Regions from separate parts of the Mus musculus genome. Here regions 1, 2, 4, 5 and 6 are each linked to region 3. Evidence: chromatin contacts called from public HiChIP or PLAC-seq and promoter capture Hi-C data. All regions are on one chromosome and are shown on one strand. The core of a region is the stretch at or near the end of the contact, and the rest is flanking DNA. Distances in the headings are between cores, read along the strand shown. Region 1 overlaps Rrp1b (ribosomal RNA processing 1 homolog B (S. cerevisiae)). Region 2 holds the start of Zfp871 (zinc finger protein 871). Region 3 holds the start of Cyp4f17 (cytochrome P450, family 4, subfamily f, polypeptide 17). Region 4 overlaps Brd4 (bromodomain containing 4). Region 5 holds the start of Ephx3 (epoxide hydrolase 3). Region 6 holds the start of Zfp811 (zinc finger protein 811).

Region 1 (2,819 bases), core at 77-2,576, 460 kb before region 3:
CAAATCACACTGTTTTTGGACATCCTGATGAAGGAGATCCTGAGTCCTGAGAGTCAGTCTCCCAATGGCGTGAGAACCCACTTGATTGATGTGTACTTGGAGGAGCTTACCACAGTGGGAGGGGCGGAGGTGAGGAGCAGTGCCGTCCGCCCCACCCAGCAGAGGGCTGGGACTGCCATGCCTGGGGTGGCTATGGGTACTATCAGAAACAGCAGCCTCCTTGGGCTTCTCCCATCCTGGGACCCTGTCTCAGACAGCTAGTGGACTTGTAGACAGAACTGCACACTGTACATATATCTAGAAGTCTTACCTATAAAGTAGGATTGTGCCACACACAGCTTCAGGAGTAGCTGAGGCAGGAAGGTCATTTGAGCTAGGAATGAAGGCCCATGTAAAGGCTTGGTGCTATACATCTATAATCTCAGCACTGAAACAGCTAAATCTCATGTTCCAGGGTGGCCCATGCTACTTAGCAAGACCCTGCCTCCTCCCCCTGCAGAAAGAGTTGGAAACAGTTTTCAGGGTTCAACAGAAGAAAAAAAAATGGCAGGCTATGTTGAGTGAGTATTTCCAAAGCTGTGTGGAAAGGCAGTAGATAGCACTACACATATTACCCAATATAAGCAGACAAAACGCTGGAAGGAAAAGGTGCGCTTTTATAGACAGATGATTTTCTTAGTTTGGGAGTATAAACAATTTCTACTCTTCTCTTTGACATTCTGTAGTGAATGTTTTGTACATATATTAAGTAAAGGAACTTATAAATGAAAATTTTTTGAGAGGAGCAACCACGTACACTTCTACTGAATCAGTGAACGAGTGAATGAAGTGTAAACATAAAGAATGGCTTTGTCTCGTGCTGAGTCAGCACCAGCATGAGAATAGTATTCATAGTTTCCTTGCCTTTCTGGAGCTAGCTAGGACCTTCTGCTAGGCAGGTGCCACAACCAGCTGTCTGGAGAGGTACGAGTGCCGCAGTTTAGCTCTGACCAGTTGGTGCTTTGAGTCACTGCACTAAAACACCCAGAAAGCCAGAGCGGGGCTCTGGGATTCCTGTGTCTGGGACTGCTTGGGCGGGCATGCGTGCAGCTGATCTGACCTGTGAGAAGGGCAGGTGCTTCCTGTCCTAGAACATGTCAGAGAAGAGAAAAGGCTATCTTCCCTTACTTTCCCTCTGTTTTATGTCTGAATTGCAGCTCTTAGCGGACCAGAACCTCAAGTTAATCGATCCATTCTGCAGAATTGCTGCCAAGACTAAGGAGTAAGTGGCTCTGGCCCGTGCGTTCTCACTGCTTCCTTGGTGCCCTTGGGTGGGGTTCTGTCACGCAGTACAGTACCAAGCAGTCGTCTAGTGTAAGGAGCACCCATTCCTAACACCCCTCACAGGCCTGAGGCCAGGCCAGCCCAGGCTACACAAGATCTTGCTCAGACAAAAGAAGGCATAGGTTCTGGCCCATCAGCAGCACCTGGTTGCCAATCCAGGACCCTCTCCCACACCAGACTCCCACCTTCTGTCTGTCTGTCCTGTGGCATGCCGTGATCCCTTGAATCTTGAGTGGACCTGCTTCAGGGGTATCTGAGTCCCAGTTAACAGTTGGTGGGCACACTAGGCCCCAGGCAGGCACGTGCATATGCACACACTTACCGGAGTTGTTCTTCGTTGTATTCCTGTCTGCACAGGCTCCAGGCCAAGTGTTTTCATCCTGTTCTCTCCGATGTGTTTCTGCCCTCAGCCACACGCTGGTACAGACTGTAGCGAGGGGTGTTTTTGAAGTCATTGTAGATCAGTCTGCCTGTGTACCTCAAGAGTCTGTGGAGGAGCGGAAAACCAAAGAGGATGGCAGTGGCTTCCCTACGAAGGCGTTGGCCTGTAGGAAGGCAGTCAGTGGGAAGAAGGCTGGTGAGAGGCTTCCTCTTATACTCTTTCCTTTCTGTTGGGTCGATTGGCTGCCTGGGTTTTCCTCATTTCTATATACCAGTTTTGTCTGTGTGCACGAACGCGTGTGCTCGCGCACACTTTCATGTGGAGGCCAGATGTCAGCACTGGGAGTCACTGTTCAGCTTTCACCCACCCCTATTTTGAGGTGAGGTTCCTCATTGCCCTGGAAGATGCCTAATTAGGCTGGACTGGCTGGCTGGTGAGTCCCAGGGATACGCCTGTTGCTGCCTTCCCTGTGCTGAGCCCAGAAGCCTGTACTGCCATGCCCAGGAGTTTTTTATGTGAATTCTGAAGGTTGAATCCGGGCCCCTTGTACTTGCCTGATGAAGCCTGCTGGCTCCTCTGTTCTTGGTTTTTAAGTCTTCATCAAGCACTTTGTTGACATCTCACTGCATATAGACCTCCCAAAAAATAAATCAGGGTACATAAAAGACACATGTGGACAGTTGGTCCCAACACCACTCACACTAGGCCAAGTTCTTTCTGTCCCTCCTAGCCCATTCACCTCCTTTGTGAGACGTTTGGCCTGTGCCTGTGAGAACTGCCGTGCAGTCAGGAGCACTTGTTCCCTTGGCTCCCCTCCAGCACACAGCTTCCTTCCTGCAGGCTTGAGTCCTTTTGTGGGGGTAGGGTTGTTCAGTATGGGGTTGGTCCTAGGGGCAAAACCTGGAGCTTCGCATATAAAATAAAGACCAGGATTTTTAGGAGACCAGTTTCAAGTATCTCCCCAGGCAGCAGTCACTGGTGTTCTCCCTGGTAATGGGGATTGAACCCAGAGCCTGGAGGGACTGAGCCACATCCATTCTTGAATGTCAAGACTGTGTCTTTGTCTTTGGATGTGTTTTGGCAGCACTAGACGAATGCCTCAGAGACGGAGTCA
Region 2 (2,949 bases), core at 124-2,623, 280 kb after region 3:
GAGTGACAAGAGTGAGGAAGCCAGGGCAGACCACTCAGTGATACCGTAGGGAATATCTGCTTTCCAACAACGTCAAGCCTAGAATGACTCCATTTTATTAAATAACAACCTGGACTAGTTACTCAAAGCCCCTCCCCCGAAAAAGGAAGGGCAGTACAACTTGTTTACGCAAGCAAAAAAAAAAAAAAAAAAAAAAGGCCCACTATCTCCTAGAAAACTAGGAGGGACAAACTGACAATATCAACAACTAAAAATATACCAAATTGTATTAGAAACACCACACAAAGTATACAACATATAATCCCCTCACCTGGCACTACGAAGGAGCATCCCCAAGCCCAAAGGATGGCAGGCAACTGTCACACTTACCCACAGGGAAGAACTGAGTCAGTCCTTTGGACTCCATCTCCAGTGCGGTTTCTCCTGCCCAGGACATTCAGCCAACTTCAAATTGACTTACTTCAACGTTCGGTGCGCGTATACTTGACATCTCTGTGTCTACACTGCTAGGACATCATCATTGGTCCCCTTTCAGATTCTTCTTTGCACCCGCCTCAGCTCAATGCCTCCTACTTCAGGACAGACTCTAAACTCAACCACTTTGGCTCTTAGTCATTCTGTGATCTGCACATTTTGTATGTTTTTGTGTGAAATGTTCATGTGTGATCTTCCAGTTAACGTTAGCAATTAGATTGTTATATAAAAACGCGTTGATTGCCAATGGCTGGTTAGCAAAATCGGGACTACTGGATTAATTATTAACGAAATACACATGACTTGTGAATTATTAATTATTCGATAAATTCTGGCATTGGAAACACACAAACTTGTCCCCCCTGTTTATGACAACACGCCCAGGACACAAGGTCACCACACCCTGCGGCTTCCCTGCCCCCCAACACACACACACACACACACACACACACACGAATTCCAGGGTCCCGTGTCTCACCGCGACGCTGCCGCCACCGCCCAGGCTGCGGAGCCGCGTCGCTGCGGGTGCCCGGATGCCTAGGGAGGCCATGGCCGCAGCACTGAGCTCTTAGCAAAGGACAGGACCGCAGCTCTGCCTGATGGCCCAGCTCCACCCAGAGGGACCCGGGCAGCGCGGCCCAGCAGAGCAGATGAGATGCAGACTCAGCTGCCCTGGAAGGCCGCGTCCCCACTGCCGCCTCCGCTTCTAGCGGCGCCCTCCCCGCAGCCGGGACGCCTGGCCGCACGTACCATTTCCAATCACCGGGTGTCCTGCTGTTCTCCGGCAGCTCTTGCAGTAAGTGGATGGAACACAGACACTGGGGAAAACAACCTGCGGGTCTCTCTCCACAGAAGACACAAACGCCTAAAATGGCTGGACGGGAAGTGGCATCCTCCGCTTCTGTGCCCGCCCTCTCTCAACATCTGAAAATCTCATTGGACAGTTTATGCAGCCAAGCAACTTTTCTTACTGGCCAGTGAGTCACGTGCACGCCTCCCAATGCTTAAATGACAGAAAAAGCATCCTCTCGAGTGTACTGTGGCGCCAAACCTCTAATCCGAACGTAAGGCTTGATACTTGGGGTCTAAACTGGAGGTGGGATTCCCAAACTCTACTTCTGGCGTTACGTGTGAAGGGGATGAATACTTTATATTTTACATGGATTTAAACATACGTAGAAGTCTATTCTTTAACAAAGCAAAGATGTCGGCTAAATTCTATTTGCGTGAGTGAGAAATGGCATTGAAAAGAATGATGTGAATTATGCCTATTTGGCTGCGCTTCTAATATTCTCTCTCATTTTGTGATCGATGGTTGTCACCAAGGTCTCTGTGGCTGGGGATTTACCCATTCTGCTTACTCTTTTCAAATTCTCTCTTGAACCCACCTCGCCACTATTGCCCTCACAAAGTCACTTCTAGAGCAAAACATTTTGGGAATGGAAGGACACAGAACCATTCTTAAGATTCGAAGCATTCCAAAGATTCTTCAGTAAGTGGAAGTTTGCGCAGGTCGCAGCGGAGCTCCAGGACTCTGAACACATAAACCTGGAATACTCCACAGATGACTTCCAGGGCAGACATTCCTGCAATCAGGAGAACCAGCCTGACTGCGGAGGTAGAACTAAGTTCACAGAGGAATGGTAGAAATCAGAAAGGAAGCCTTGAAGAGAGAAGATTGGAATTGTAAGCCTGCTCTGGGTGCTGAAAGCGTTATAAGAGGCCGGGGGTGGGGGGGTGGGGGTGGGAAGCAGTAGACAGATAATAGATTCCTGCTGTGAAGAAGGTGAAGAAGGTGCAAGCTTGGAACAATGTCAGGGAACCTGCAGACAGGTATTTTAAGTGATATTTTAGAAGACAGGAGCGAAAATAGGAAAGCTAAAAAGACTTGAGGCGCAGCCAGCAAGATGACTAGATGGCATTTACAGATTTTGTTTAAGAATTTATTATTTTTTTAAAAATATGTTTGTGTGTCTGTGTGCATGTCACGCAAGAACAGATGCCCATGGAGGCCAGAAGAGGGCACTGAATCCGCGGAGATGGACTTATAAACTGCAGAACGTGGGTCCTGGTACAGAATTTGGGTACTTTACAAAAACAATATGCACTCTAAACCACGAAGCCAGCGTTCCAGCCCCCAACTCTTCAGACTCCCACCCAGTTCTCTCTTCTTCACATTTATAAAAAATATTTAATATTTACTGACAAATTAGCAGACTGTGTCCTTCTCTGCTTTCCATTTTTACCTCTTTTCTCTCTAGTTCCTTTCCCTATCGTTTCTGTATTATTTTCCCTTTCAGAGATTTCCCCAAGGAACACAGGCTGGCCTGGTTTTCAGGGTCTCTGGTCTCAGCCTGCTGCTAATGGCTGGGACGGCTTTAGGTTATCTGCTTGCAATTCTGTACTTTTAAACAAGCTTCCCTCCTCTGCACCCTCATGTCACTACTGTCCCCTTGTAGTTACTTTTTCCTTGCC
Region 3 (3,178 bases), core at 153-2,652:
ACTTGCTTGCTTGTGTTCTAGGTCCATTTCCTTGGCATACCCTTAAAAGTCTGTGAACTAACATTTTATTTATTTGTGTGTGTGTGTGTGTGTGTGTGTGTGTGTGTGTGTGTGGGCACACGTGCCTGTCATGCCATGGGTGTGGAGGCCAGAGGACAGTTTGCAGGAGTCAATTCTCTCCTTTCATCATGCTGGTCAGTTCTATGGAGCAGAGTGAAGCTGTTAGTCTTGGCTGCAGGTGCATTCACACTGAGCCATCTTCCTGTCCCCTGAGATAGCTTAGCGTCCTTTCACCCTGAGCTAGAATCTTATCTGCCTCTTGTAGTGAGATATTTCTTAGAAGCAGCAGATCCATGCTTGTGCCTTTATCTGGGGTGCAGTTGAGACTGAGAACACCCGAGTTATTGAAAGGTGTTTGTTGATTCCTGCAATTTTGTTGATTTTGTTTTCCTCCTTCTTCCTCTCTTGCTTTAATAATATTCTAGTGTGTTTTATTTATTTATTTATTTATTTCCTGGACTTTGTGGCCTGATTTCCCCCTCTTCAGCCTGAAGGATTCTATCAAGCATCTTCTGTAGAGCTGGCTCAGTGCTCATAAATGCCTTTGTTCTATTTTTACCGCTGATAGTTAAAAAAAATGTCCTTCTTTATGACAGACAGCTTTTCTGGATGCAGCAGTCTGGGTTGGCAGTTATAGATATCTTTTACGGCTTGAAGTCCGTCACTTGCGCATCCTTGGGCTTTTACCCTTTCAGTTGAATGAATAATAGTGTTATTCAGATGGGCCTGCCTTTGTATTGTGAATGGTGTTTTTCTCTTGGAGCTCTCAACGTGGTGCTGCTGACCCGGAGCCCACAACCCCCTCTCTCTTCTCGCCTGCCTGGATTTCCCCACGACTGGCGGCTCAGCTTGACCCCTCCCACCTACTTCCTAACTGAACTCTGGTCCCTCAGCTGGGAGTTTTAATCTTCAGAATCTCTTTTAGTCCGTTCCAGCACGGCCGGATTCTTTGTTTCTGGAAGTCTTGTCTCCACTCGGAACCTGGATTACTTGGAGGGAGAATTCTGCCAGGTTGTGCAGCTGGTAGGCAGAGGCTCGGATCCTTTCAGTCCGAACTGGAAAACACTGCCTGCTGCCCTCTAGCCTGCAGGTCCTCAGAGGACCTGCGGAGCCTAGTGAGAACGGGACAGATTGTAAACTTTGGGTCTCTAGACACCTTTGTCTTGGTTCAGATGGAAGGTGTTGAATCCTGAGGACCCTGCTTGCCTGGACATGTGACCCTGGATTGGCTCCAATTGCTTCGGGTTGGCCCCGCCCCCGCCCCGCCCCCGCCCCCGCCCCCCGCATTTTGATATTCTACCCAGGCTGGGAGGAGGGCTCTGGGCCACCGAGGGATTGGCTCAGTCCAGCTCATCGTCCTGCTCAGCCGGTAGCCAGGATCAAAAACATTTCCAGGGAAGAGCGGACGTTTCTGGGACGCATTACTCCTGAGAAAAGGTGCCGGACTTGGGACACACGGAAGGCCCCTACTGAACAGTGGAAGCTCTGTTACAGCTGGGGTGGCTCTGCAGGCAGGCCTGATTTCCCAGTTACTACGCTACATACCTGTGCTTCAGTCTAGGCCAACGCAGACTATAAACAGATCCTATCTGCCTCTCTCCTGCCTGATTCTCTGTCTCTCCGTAGCCCTGGGTGTCCCTTTTCCTTCCTGTGTTCTAGTCCTCTAAGTCACCATCTCTGTCCAGTGACCATGGAGGGCCACCTCTGTCTCCTGGGCCTCAGGATCTCACTTCTGGCCTATCTTTCTTGCAGGATGCTACAGCTGGGCCTGTCCTGGCTGGGACTGGGGCCTGGAGCTGCCTTCCCATGGCAACTTCTGCAGTTGGTTGGGGCCTCCTTGTTCCTGGCTCGAATTCTGACCTGGATTTGTGCCTTCTATGACAACTACTGCCGTCTCCGCTGCTTCCCCGAGCCCCCTTCGCGGCACTGGTTTTGGGGTCACATGAGCATGGTGAGTGTGGCAGCAGGTAGGTCTGGTGTGTCAGGAAAGGCTCTTAGGAACCTGGGAGTCGTGAGAGGGTGGAGAGGTGAGGGAGGGAGGCTGAGTGAGTCTCTATCTAGTCACATACCCGGCATATCTACTCCTGGCCTCTGTCTACACCACGTTTTGAGGCTTTTTTCTTTTTTGCCCTTTCTCGTTCCCAGCTAACTTCGGATCACATTCTGATAAGAACTCATGTTTTAAGATCTCTTTCTGTTGCTTGTTCAGTCCTGTTCTGTGTTGTTAGTGCCCCCCACCCCACCCCACCCCAGGATAGGTTGAGGGAGCAGAGCTCTCCCCCTCAATGTGCTATTTCACTTAACGTTGTTGGAGTTGAGCCTTTCTAGTGGAATAAATTGGGTATGCTCCTTTCTTAGCCCATCTCTGCTGGCCAGAGTCTCTTGAGGGACAGCGATGCTGAATGGCAGAAGTTGACATCCCTCCTCTCCAATTTTTAAAATTCTTTCTCTCTCTCTCTCTCTCTCTCTCTCTTTCTTTCTTTCCTTTCTTCCTTCCTTCTTCTTCTTTCTTTTTTTAAATGAGATTTATTATATATTGTATATAATATATAAAACATATAATATATTTTTATATATTTATTATATATTATATAATATATAAAATATATAATATATATATATTATATATTATATATATATTTTATATGTATGTATCTTGCCAACATTGGTGCTTGTGTACCATGTGTGTGCCTATTGCTCAAAGAGTTCAGAAGAAGGCATTGGATCTCCCAGAACTGGAGTTATAGGTGGCTGTGAGCTACCTTGTAGGTTTTAGAAATCAAAACCATGTCCTTTCCAAGATTAACAAGTGCCCTTAACCTCTGAACCATATCTCCAGCCCCACCAATTCCTCCCCTGTCTTATCTAACTCTTCCTCCTCAAAAATGTGTCAGAGGACTCCATTGTCTGAATTAGGTCAGAGTTGAGCACTCTGTTTTCCTCTGTGGTATTGAGGTGACACACTGACTGTCTTGTGCTCCCTAGAAAATGAAGGGTTCCACTACTAGGCCAGCCACTTTTCCTATTTTTCCAGAAGGCACCACTGTGGCCTCTCCTGTATGGCTACACATCCTGGAAAGACTTCTTACTCATATCCAGTGCCCTTTGCTTCAGACCT
Region 4 (2,776 bases), core at 231-2,730, 300 kb before region 3:
ATGGAAGGGACGAAGAGAGGAAACACACTGTGATCAGGCTTTGCACACAGAGCAGCACCACATGTATGCATAGAGGAGGATTATTATCACCCTCTAGGAGATGCCACCCACCCAGAGGACCCCAGATGACCAGGGAGGCTGGGCAGGATAGCCAGGCAGTCTTTGTACAGAGAGGCCCAGGCAGCAGGCCAGGCAGGCAGCCTTCCTGAAGGTGAAACTAGGTGTGTGCTGCTGGACATGACTAATCCACCCCAGGGGATAGGCCCAGGGCTCTGAGCAATTCCATAACTTGATGGAGTCCTGTCCCTTTCACAGAAGAAAATGGGACTTAAGCTATAGCTCGCTGGGAAGGAATCTGGAACTGAAGACCGTTTTATTAAGAGTCCGTGTCCAATGATTAGGCAGGACCTAATAGAGGGAGAAAGAAACCAGTGTGAGAGAATGGTGTGGAATGTACCGTTCAAGTTACAAGAACAGAAGAATTGCAGACTGGGCCAGGTTCTGTGCCCTAGTGACTGAAAGGGCTCAAGAAGACCTTGTTGGAAACCAAGAGCCCCATCCTTGACTGGCCTGCCTTGGCAGGGATGGATAAATCTACACCACAGAAAGGCCACAGTGTATGTACAAGTCTCTAAAATTGTTTGAAGCTTGTCTGCACTTCTAAACAAAACTGATTCTGCTAATGAGTTCCATGTGCCCTGACTATGTATTCTGGTATTTTCTTTACTCCTGAAGTCCCTCTTACATGTGAGAGGTGCCCACTGCCCCCAAGCTATCTCACCAGCCAGGTGTGTCAAAGTCACCAGGAACCAGCTTCAGAAAAGCAAACTACCAACCCTTTCTCATAGAGTGGTCAGAGAAGAAAAGCCCCCAATTAAAAAAAAAAACTTCCCACTGAGGAAGGCATAGAGCAGAGCCATTTCTGTCTATTTCCACATCTCTATTAAAAGCAAATTGGTGACATAACAATTGTTGAGGGAAGGAAGAGGTCAAAGAGGCCTTATCCTTTCCATCCTTTTTCAGGACATCCAATATGGATTCTGGTCCAGAGAGGGGTCTGGACTGGTTCCCACATGTAGCAGAGTGGCGCCACTGCTGGAATTATAAATGTTACAATCCCTAGTCCCAGAACATGCCTGGGAAAACCCCGCCCACTCAGCCACATTCCACAAAGCTGGCCCTCACTCTGGGGAAGCCCAATCAATCCCTTCAAACTCCTGAGCTTCTGGAGGTGCCACCTGGCTCAGTACATTTCCTACTCTCAAGAGGCCTTAACCCTTTCTGAAGTAACTGTCACATTCTGATAGCAGGATCACTATACCCCTGAAGGGAAGTCTCAAAGATCCTGGGGCCAGGGAGCTGAAGCTGGCTCCCTGATCAGAGTCTCTAGAGTGTGTCTCATTGCCCCTGTCTGCACTTCCCAGCTCCAGCCTTTCCAAAACACCACGCATTCCTCTTTACCCTGGAGCTATTAAGGAACACCCACATGTTCCAATCCTGGGAAAAGGAAGTAAGACTAAAATAGCTGGACCGTGCTCTTGCATGAACAGACTGCGCTTCCAGAGCTTTCTCACTGTATGGCTCCAATCCCACTCTAGGCCAGGCAGCTGAGGTACACTATAGGGGTGACTCCAGAGTGGATGCACATAATTAGCTATGTAGCTACCTATACTCACAAAGACCTGTGGAAAATATATGAGGAGAACCAGATATTAGCAATATAATGAAAGAACTTTACCCCATATGAAGGATGATCTGATTCTATACTGGTGACTGAGAGAGTTCTGGGAAAGGAGAGCCACAGTGTCTTACACCCTGACTTTCCCCGCCCAAGTTTGAAGACTTCCTAAAGTTGAAGGGAGTTACACCTGGGCCTTATTCTGTTTATTCTAACATGGAACCAGTAAGCAGTTCCAGACTCAAGCTAGAGTCAAAGCTCAATGAAAAACAGAACAGCCCAACTACAAATAACTGGGTTCAAGACAAATGTCACGAAGGGCCACTGGTGCAGTTGCTACACATGGAGGATCACACAGTGGCTGGAATCCAGCCAGTAAAGCATCCCACCCACTCATCGTCAGTGTGGTCTAACCCTATGCATTCTTGTATACCTTCTAGCCCCTACTGAATGCTTCTCTTCAGTTGCTTTAGATGGTCTGTATCACCGGGGCCATGGTAGTACAATTGACCCTTAGTACAAATAACAAAAATAGGTTCCATGAGAAATTTTAGCTTTAATTCAAGTAGAAAAATAAGAACATGAAAAACATAAACTAGACCCAAAGACCAAAGTGAAACAACTTCCGTGTCTACACCATCTCTACCTTGGCCTCCTGACATGGTAGTACTACTTGTTACAGAGGCTAGCTAAGGTGGCTGGGCTTCCTGGACCCAGGAGATCAGCTACTAGAGTATTCACCCACCTCTGCACTCCAAATATCACAAACAGCAGTACCTGTGTGGTATGAGGAGACAGAAGATGTTTTGCTAGTATATGCATGTGTCCATGGATGACCATGTCTTTTTGTGTCTTATGTGGGGTTCTAAAACAAAATCTCATGTTAACAGCTTCACAAGACAGCACTCTGTACATAGTAGGAAATAAAAACTAGTGGTCTGAACGAAGACAAGTGGAGGCCAGCCAAAAATGGGAAGGATATCATCTGGAATGAAGGAGAGGCTCAGCCCAGGAGCCAAAATGGTCAGGGTCCATAGCCAAGGCCTAAAAGTCTGCGATCAGCAGCTCCATGACTTTAAATCCCACCCTCCTTCCCGC
Region 5 (3,158 bases), core at 177-2,676, 320 kb before region 3:
ACTATACTCCATCACCTCCAACCTGAAAGTGCTCAAGACAATTTACATTACTCCTAAGTGTACTAGCATTTATCTGGATCCCCGTGCCAGGTCACAGGTGAATACACGGGCTTTAGGCATAGTCCAACACACCTTGGATCACTGACATGGGAGGACCATTGGCCACAACCATACGCTCCACTAGGGATGGGTAGTAGATGGAGAACTCCCAGGCAAGGGAGGCCCCCCAGTCGTGGCTCACGAGGATGCACTTGGAGTACCCTGGTGGTGGGAAGAGAGAGACACAATGGTATAAGATACAGTAGGGATGAGGTAGACGTGTAGGAGTAGGTCCCAAAAGGAGCAAAAATGAGAAGATGAGTCATACCCAGGCCTAGGATGGTATCCTTGATGTCATCCAACAACAAGTCAATGGTGTAACAATCCACTTCCTTTGGAGCATCAGAGGGACTATAACCACGCATGTCTACAGCCACGACATGGAAATGGCTCTGAAACTCTCGCAGCTGGTAGCGCCAGCTGAACCTGTTGGGTAAGGGAGTTGGGAGTTTAGTCAGCAGAATGCACCTCCTATACCCAGCTTTGGGCCATCCCACCTTTCTGCTCTGGACTTCTTAGGAAGGAAATAGTGGAATCCCAGGATTACTCAACCCTACCGGTTCCCATTTCCCAAGTACCTCATAGTCAGAACTCTACCTTTCCCTAGTCCAGTGAGCATCAGGATCCAGGGGCCCAGACATACCAGTTCTCTGGGAAGCCATGCAGAAATAGCATGAGTGGCCCATTGCCATGACCAGCAGAGACATAGTGCAGACGCAGGCCGGAACTCTGCAGAAGGACCCAATCTAAGTAAGAGCTGAAGGGTAAGGAAATATGGGAGCTTCCTCCCGAGACTTGAACACCCAAGGATGTTCCAGATCCGACATTTCAACCTCCTTTCTTCAATCCGCATCCGCCCCCTGAAACCTACCTTCACGGGAGGAACACTCACCCTGAGGGTTAGAAAGCAATGCTCGCCCAGCGTGGGGTCTCTCAGGCACTCTGGGGGAGACAACCTCTGGCGGCCGCAGCAGCCCCTGCGAGGACGGCACATCACATGGGTGAGCGCGATGCAGCTGTAGACAAACGCGGCCACCAAGGCAGCCAAGTACACCAGGCTCATCACCAGCGCTCGCAGCAGCTTCAGCGAGAGGCGTGAGGGTGCGAGTAGCGCTGTCACCACAAACTCCGGCATATCCTTGCGCTCTGGGACGACTACAGAGCCGCCGTGGTCGGGAGACTGAGCCAGGGGTGCTGGCGCCAGCAGCCCACCACCTTTGTTTTGGGATTCCACCGTGCTATCGGAGTCCACTGGACCGGTCGAGGAAACAGATGCGCGGCTCGGACAGATACTGCCACCTCTCATGACTCACTCTAAAGTGGCAGCTAAAGTACCTGGGCAGAACGAGACACTTAAGGATGAGGGGGTTGGGGGTGGAGCCTGCGAGGACCTGGTTTCGGAGGTTGCGGAAAGAGGGACCGTGGGCGGAGCCCTAGGACATGCTGGATGGAGTTTAAACAGGAACAGAGAATTAAAATTTCTGTAGCAGGTGGCAGTGTTCAGGACCTAGAAAAGGCTCGGCAGGTAAGAGCACTTGGCAGCACACCTGCCCATCTAACTTTGATCCCAGGGAACCACAAGTGGAAGGAGAGGACTGACTCTCAACTGTTCACACATATACTGCAGCACATGCACCCCTCTATGCTTTAATCTCAGCACTCAAGAGGCCGAGGCAAATGGATCTCTGAGTTCAAGGGCAGATGATTTATATCTAAAGTTCTAGACTAGCCAGAGCTACAACCCCCCCCCCCCAAAAAAAAAAAAAAGCCACTGGCAAAGCTCTAAGGAAGGAGAGTTGAATCCAGGACGAAGGAAGGGAGGAACTCTGAGATGGGTGGAGCTTGGAACTCTGAGATGGGTGGAGCTTTGATCAAAGGAGCGAGGCATATCTAAGGTAGAGGTTAAGGGGTGTGGCTTATGAAGGAGGAAGGGGAATTAGGTGGAGTCTGTATTTGGATGAGAAAGACTGAGGATAGGTTTGTTGGCTTGGGTAGAATCTAGACCCAAGAACGAGTCTGTTCTGGAGCTGGAAAGGGGCAAGAAACTAACGTGAAAGTGAGAGTTTAACAAACCCAGAAGTGGAAGAGCAAATAACGTTACATAGCTGGGAATTGTAGGTAGGTGTGGGCAGTAGGAGTCTCACCGTTTGCCTTCCAAGCTGGAGGGCTTGACCTAGAAGACCCTGCCCTGAATGAGACCCATTGTCCTGGTTCCAACCCTTCTTTGTCCTCTCGTCCCGTTGGCTTAGGGGGTCCATCATCCAGCGGGCACTGGTTTCTAAGGACAGGTGGGGCTTAAGTGCTAAATTGCCAGAGTTGAAGGCCAAGCTCAGATGACAGCCAAGGGCAGACCCTGCCTCCTAGAGAACAGGCTGGATTTGAAACCTGGAGTTGGCCTGGGCATATTGGATTACGGAGGCTCTGGTTGAAAGAGGAAATAGGGCAGTGCCTAGCATGACGGGGCATGGTGTCAAGCAAGAATTGTGTCTCAGTAATGAGTCTGCTTCTCTTGCAACCTTTCCCAAGATCTTAGACTATTTTAGGGACACCCATTATTTAACCCTAGAGTAGCCCTGCATTATCATATCCTCACAGTACAGATTATGAACCTGAAATTTGGGGGTGAGGTCATTTTGCCTGAAGTCATACATCTGGCTTAGCAGCAAAACAACGTAGACATAGCCATCTGTGCTTCATCCAACACCAAGGCTACTGGCAAGCTTTCAGAATCTCTTCTGCTGGTTACTTAGATATCTAGAGGAATATTAGGTATTTAGAGAGATACACTTCCTTTCTTTTTCATCTTTAAAAGTATGTATTTGAAGAACAGTCCTTTCTGTTGTAAAGAGCTCAACTTGATGAAATTCCAGAAGAAATTTCATTTTAAAAACATTTTAGACTTTAGACACATTAAGAGAACAGTCACAGACTCTTTAAATCAGGAACAATGATAACATAATGCCCTGTCATATCTGGACCTAAAGTTACAGCAGCCTGTCATATTTACAGAAGTAGCAATAAAATCAATACTGTGAGTAACTTCATTTAAGTGTCTGTTT
Region 6 (3,114 bases), core at 253-2,752, 300 kb after region 3:
TTCCCTAGGCAGGGGGTCCTGGGCTGTATAAGAAAGCTATTTTAGCATGAGTTTATAAGCCAGCCAGCATTCCTCCATGGTGTCTGCTTCAAGTGCTTGCCTGAGCTTTCCCTCTGAATTCCTTCAATGATGAACTGTGACCTGAAAATAATAAGCCAAAAGAACCCTTTCCTCACGAGCCATGCTGCCTTCAGTCAGTATGTTACTGCAGCGACAGGATGAGACTAGAGCAACCTGCAAGGCTCATTGGAAAAGCAGGTGCCACTGAAATGAGACAAGGAAAAGACGGCGGGGGGTGGGGGGGGGTGGGGGGGGTGGGGGGGGGTGGAGGGGGGCGTGGGGGCGGGCTGCTTGTAGTTAGTTCATGTTGCAGGTTATGCCAAACCTAGAATGGCTCCATTGTGTTCAGCAACAACGTTAATCTGATTTGCTCGAGTTTTAAGCATAAGATCTCATAGAGGAAAAAGAGCTACTATTTGCCAGCACTCCAGAAGGCACAAAGTGACATCAGTAAACAACTCCTGAAAATGTACCAAATTTTATCAAAAACACTAGACGCATGAGCTTATCAACCACAATATATGCAACCCCTCACCTGAATTTCTACAAGGAGCACCCCAAAACCAGAGTGTGGCACACAGGCAGTGATCACAGGGTCAGCTGTCAAGAGAAGGGGAATAACCGTGGGCAAGGACTCCCTCCCGCCTTTGTCCTCGCAGTTTCTCCGGCTTAGTTGATCGATGAGAATTATTCGATCCTCAACAGCCCTCTTTGTCCCCGTATTAGCTCCAATGCCTGGACTCCAGTAAAGCTTTGTGTGCTTTCAAGCCTTTCTAACACTTTCTTAACCATTCTGCAACCTGTGTTTTGGTTCATTATTGTGTGAAATGTTAATATGTGGTTTAATGTTAGTGATTAAGATTGGAATAAAAGAGCAGTGGCTGCCCACGGCCAGAAAGAAGGCAAAATCGGGCTTACTTGGAAAACTGTAGTCAAGGAAAAAGAATTTATTGGCTATTTAATAAATCGTGACAGTGTAAAAAAGATCCATGTCTCTGTATGTTTCAGAATAACATGCACAAGATCCGGGGGTCAACACACCTCTTACCTCCTCTGGTGCAGAACCCCCAACCCGAGTACCTAGTCTCCACCACCCTCTGCCACCACCACCCACTCTGCCTAGACCTGGCACTGCGAGAGACCAGATGTGTCTGCTTCAGTGAGCGCTCAGCAAGAGACAGGGCAGCCTGGACCAGCTCCACCCGGAGGATCCCGCTCTGAGGCTCATCAGAGTCAGAGAGACCCCTCTGCAGACGAGAGCTGTACCCCACTGCCACAATCGCCCGCACGAACCATTTCCAGAGACATGATGTCCTAGTGTCCTCTTGTAGTTCCTGCAGTCAGTGGAGGTGAGGCAGAAATGGAGTAGAGAGAGAGAGAGACCTGGAGATTCCCTGTACAGATGCTAACAATCCAGATCCCCAAATAAGGCGGGGACCAAAAGGGGATGTCTCAGTGATACGTAGCGGCCATCTTCCTAATGCCTGGATATTTCATTGGATATGCATCCCAAAACAACTTGCCTGGTTGGCCATCAATCCACAGACCCGCCTCCTAAAGCTTTAGCGACTGGAGGAGCACACTCACCTACCACATTGAGATTCAAATTAGAAATTTTAGGTTCAAGCCTACCCAGACTGCATAGAGTACTTTCCTAGATCCTCACTGGCCCCACAGTGGGAAAGGGCAGAAGCAGAGCCCTGTCCCAGCTTTCCTGACCCAACACTTGCTCAGCGGGCAATTCTTGCTTCCTCCCCTTTCTGATGGGGTTACAGAAGCACAGAGGGATTCCAGACTCGGTGTCTATGGAAACAGCCCCATCGCACCATAGAAGACAAAAGGCATACCAGGTCTGGAATAGGAGAGAGAGGGGAGAGGGGAGAGGGGAGAGGGGAGAGGGGAGAGGGGAGAGGGGAGAGGGGAGAGGGGAGAGGGGAGAGGGAGAGAGGGAGTAAGGGAGGGAGGGAGACAGACACAGAGAGAGTGTGTGTGAGGGAGGGATGGAGGCTACCTATATTCAGTCAATAGCATAGAAAACATATGAAGGAATGAAATTATTGAAGGCATACAGAAAGTGGAATTTATAGAAAGAGGTCAAACATACCAGCAAAGTCCTCACGCTTTAACAAGGATCCAGTGTTTAATTTGACCCAGTGACTTCTGGTGTGTTCCACAAGCACACTATTATCTGACTCCAAATAGTCAATGTTTGGACAGGAGGTGCTGTACAGTTCAGCTTGTCCATGCAGATATATACAAGGGTCAAATGCAAGAGAGACACTGAGTCAGATTGTTCCTGATGGCTGTTACTAAACTTGAGGTCACAGTCTATAAGAAGCCAGGTTCAGCCACCCAACCTCGTGAAGACAAACATGCAAATTAGTAGGGAAAACCAGAAAAGAAGAAATTTATGCAATGTGGCTATGTTGGGAAGAGGAACAAAAAGACCCAGTGATTCCCCACTAGTCTATCTTGGGGTTACTAAAGTGAGACTGAAGTTTAAGTTAAAGCCCAGGGCATACTAAGCAGTCCAGGATGAGGGGTGATGCCACCCATTACTGGACTGTCACCATCTCTGTGAGGTTGTTCATCCCTTTCCTGGAGGAGATGAGCATCAGCTCTGGCCCAGGGTTTTCTTCTCCCAATACCAGATTCCCAGAGAAATCTCAATTTCTTGGAATTCACTGTTTCAATATTGTTAAAGCTAAAGGCTCTTTTAAGAAAACATTCATTTCTGTCAGGTTAATGTCAAATACAACAGTGGGGCCTAAAAGGGAAGGAAATAAAGAGACTACTCAGAAAGGGCAGCGGTATCCATTTTAAGGCTTTGGAGGAAGAGGTGATCCTGCACTTGGAGGAAGAAGTCTTTTAACGTGTGACTTGGAGGGAAGAAAGATGGCTGCCGCAAACCCATTATACAAGATATGCCATTCGAAGTCCTTAGTGGTCTAGGATCTGGTTGCACAGGGATCCTGATAATTTCTTTTGTGGAAGTATTGGGTTTCAGCTAGGAGTTAATCAGCCTACATTTCCCTGCAGTATTTCAGGCACCCT

Evidence for each region. Promoter capture Hi-C pulls out the DNA fragments that hold promoters and counts their contacts. HiChIP or PLAC-seq counts read pairs in DNA pulled down with a chosen protein or histone mark.
Region 1: a contact with region 3 is called in an H3K27ac HiChIP or PLAC-seq map of large pre-B cells, with 2.8 times the contacts expected there. The contact joins the enhancer-like site here to the promoter of Cyp4f17 in region 3. A contact is called at or near these places in 1 of 39 promoter capture datasets (the 3T3-L1 cell line) and 5 of 115 datasets of contacts at active chromatin or transcription factors (bone marrow-derived macrophages, embryonic stem cells, large pre-B cells and 2 more).
Region 2: a contact with region 3 is called in an H3K4me3 HiChIP or PLAC-seq map of bone marrow-derived macrophages, with 3 times the contacts expected there. The contact joins the promoter of Zfp871 here to the promoter of Cyp4f17 in region 3. A contact is called at or near these places in 4 of 39 promoter capture datasets (cranial neural crest, embryonic stem cells, frontonasal cranial neural crest and 1 more), 4 of 115 datasets of contacts at active chromatin or transcription factors (bone marrow-derived macrophages, effector CD8 T cells, embryonic stem cells and 1 more) and 1 of 9 other capture datasets (embryonic stem cells).
Region 4: a promoter capture Hi-C map of 3T3-L1-derived adipocytes shows a contact between it and region 3, with 2.7 times the contacts expected there. The contact joins the enhancer-like site here to the promoter of Cyp4f17 in region 3. A contact is called at or near these places in 8 of 39 promoter capture datasets (the 3T3-L1 cell line, 3T3-L1-derived adipocytes, the HPC-7 cell line and 5 more), 1 of 15 datasets of contacts at CTCF or cohesin (large pre-B cells), 24 of 484 Hi-C or Micro-C datasets (the 3T3-L1 cell line, 3T3-L1-derived adipocytes, B cells and 18 more), 3 of 115 datasets of contacts at active chromatin or transcription factors (bone marrow-derived dendritic cells, embryonic stem cells and stem cell-derived neural progenitor cells) and 3 of 9 other capture datasets (adipose tissue, embryonic stem cells and liver).
Region 5: a contact with region 3 is called in a promoter capture Hi-C map of neural stem cells. The contact joins the promoter of Ephx3 here to the promoter of Cyp4f17 in region 3. A contact is called at or near these places in 16 of 39 promoter capture datasets (the 3T3-L1 cell line, the C10 cell line, the HPC-7 cell line and 11 more), 1 of 15 datasets of contacts at CTCF or cohesin (the NIH/3T3 cell line), 1 of 484 Hi-C or Micro-C datasets (embryonic stem cells), 5 of 115 datasets of contacts at active chromatin or transcription factors (bone marrow-derived macrophages, craniofacial prominence, embryonic stem cells and 1 more) and 2 of 9 other capture datasets (adipose tissue and liver).
Region 6: a promoter capture Hi-C map of hematopoietic stem and progenitor cells shows a contact between it and region 3, with 2.9 times the contacts expected there. The contact joins the promoter of Zfp811 here to the promoter of Cyp4f17 in region 3. A contact is called at or near these places in 4 of 39 promoter capture datasets (the 3T3-L1 cell line, the HPC-7 cell line, HPC-7-derived erythroid cells and 1 more), 1 of 15 datasets of contacts at CTCF or cohesin (the NIH/3T3 cell line), 2 of 115 datasets of contacts at active chromatin or transcription factors (bone marrow-derived macrophages and differentiating embryonic stem cells) and 1 of 9 other capture datasets (embryonic stem cells).

What each region holds. Positions count from the first base shown.
Region 1 is chr17:32,049,950-32,052,768 of GRCm38.p6, forward strand. It overlaps Rrp1b (ribosomal RNA processing 1 homolog B (S. cerevisiae)), which reads left to right. Exons shown (of 16, transcript NM_028244.2): 6 at 1-129; 7 at 1,197-1,261; 8 at 1,734-1,900; 9 at 2,790-2,819. Among named protein-coding and RNA genes, the nearest start is that of Rrp1b, 15 kb to the left of the region's middle. Within about 2 kb of position 1,327, at least 33 of the 459 cell types and tissues checked have an H3K27ac peak or open chromatin away from gene starts, as enhancers often do. A contact at or near this core is called in microglia, where this site is marked.
Region 2 is chr17:32,786,914-32,789,862 of GRCm38.p6, forward strand. Zfp871 (zinc finger protein 871) reads right to left here and starts at 1,374. Exons shown (of 4, transcript NM_172458.3): 1 at 1,225-1,374. The coding sequence starts at 1,227. It overlaps Gm17115 (predicted gene 17115), which reads left to right and starts at 1,481. Exons shown (of 2, transcript NR_168031.1): 1 at 1,481-2,160; 2 at 2,474-2,949.
Region 3 is chr17:32,505,082-32,508,259 of GRCm38.p6, forward strand. Cyp4f17 (cytochrome P450, family 4, subfamily f, polypeptide 17) reads left to right here and starts at 1,403. Exons shown (of 13, transcript NM_001101445.2): 1 at 1,403-1,497; 2 at 1,813-2,011. The coding sequence starts at 1,814.
Region 4 is chr17:32,206,586-32,209,361 of GRCm38.p6, forward strand. All of the region lies in intron 12 of Brd4 (bromodomain containing 4), which reads right to left. Among named protein-coding and RNA genes, the nearest start is that of Ephx3, 19 kb to the left of the region's middle. Within about 2 kb of position 1,481, at least 59 of the 459 cell types and tissues checked have an H3K27ac peak or open chromatin away from gene starts, as enhancers often do. A contact at or near this core is called in 3T3-L1-derived adipocytes, adipose tissue, brown adipocytes and 3 more, where this site is marked.
Region 5 is chr17:32,188,044-32,191,201 of GRCm38.p6, forward strand. It overlaps Ephx3 (epoxide hydrolase 3), which reads right to left and starts at 1,427. Exons shown (of 7, transcript NM_001347341.2): 1 at 992-1,427; 2 at 743-828; 3 at 368-525; 4 at 133-261. The coding sequence starts at 1,405.
Region 6 is chr17:32,808,429-32,811,542 of GRCm38.p6, forward strand. It overlaps Zfp811 (zinc finger protein 811), which reads right to left and starts at 1,503. Exons shown (of 4, transcript NM_183177.3): 1 at 1,354-1,503. The coding sequence starts at 1,356.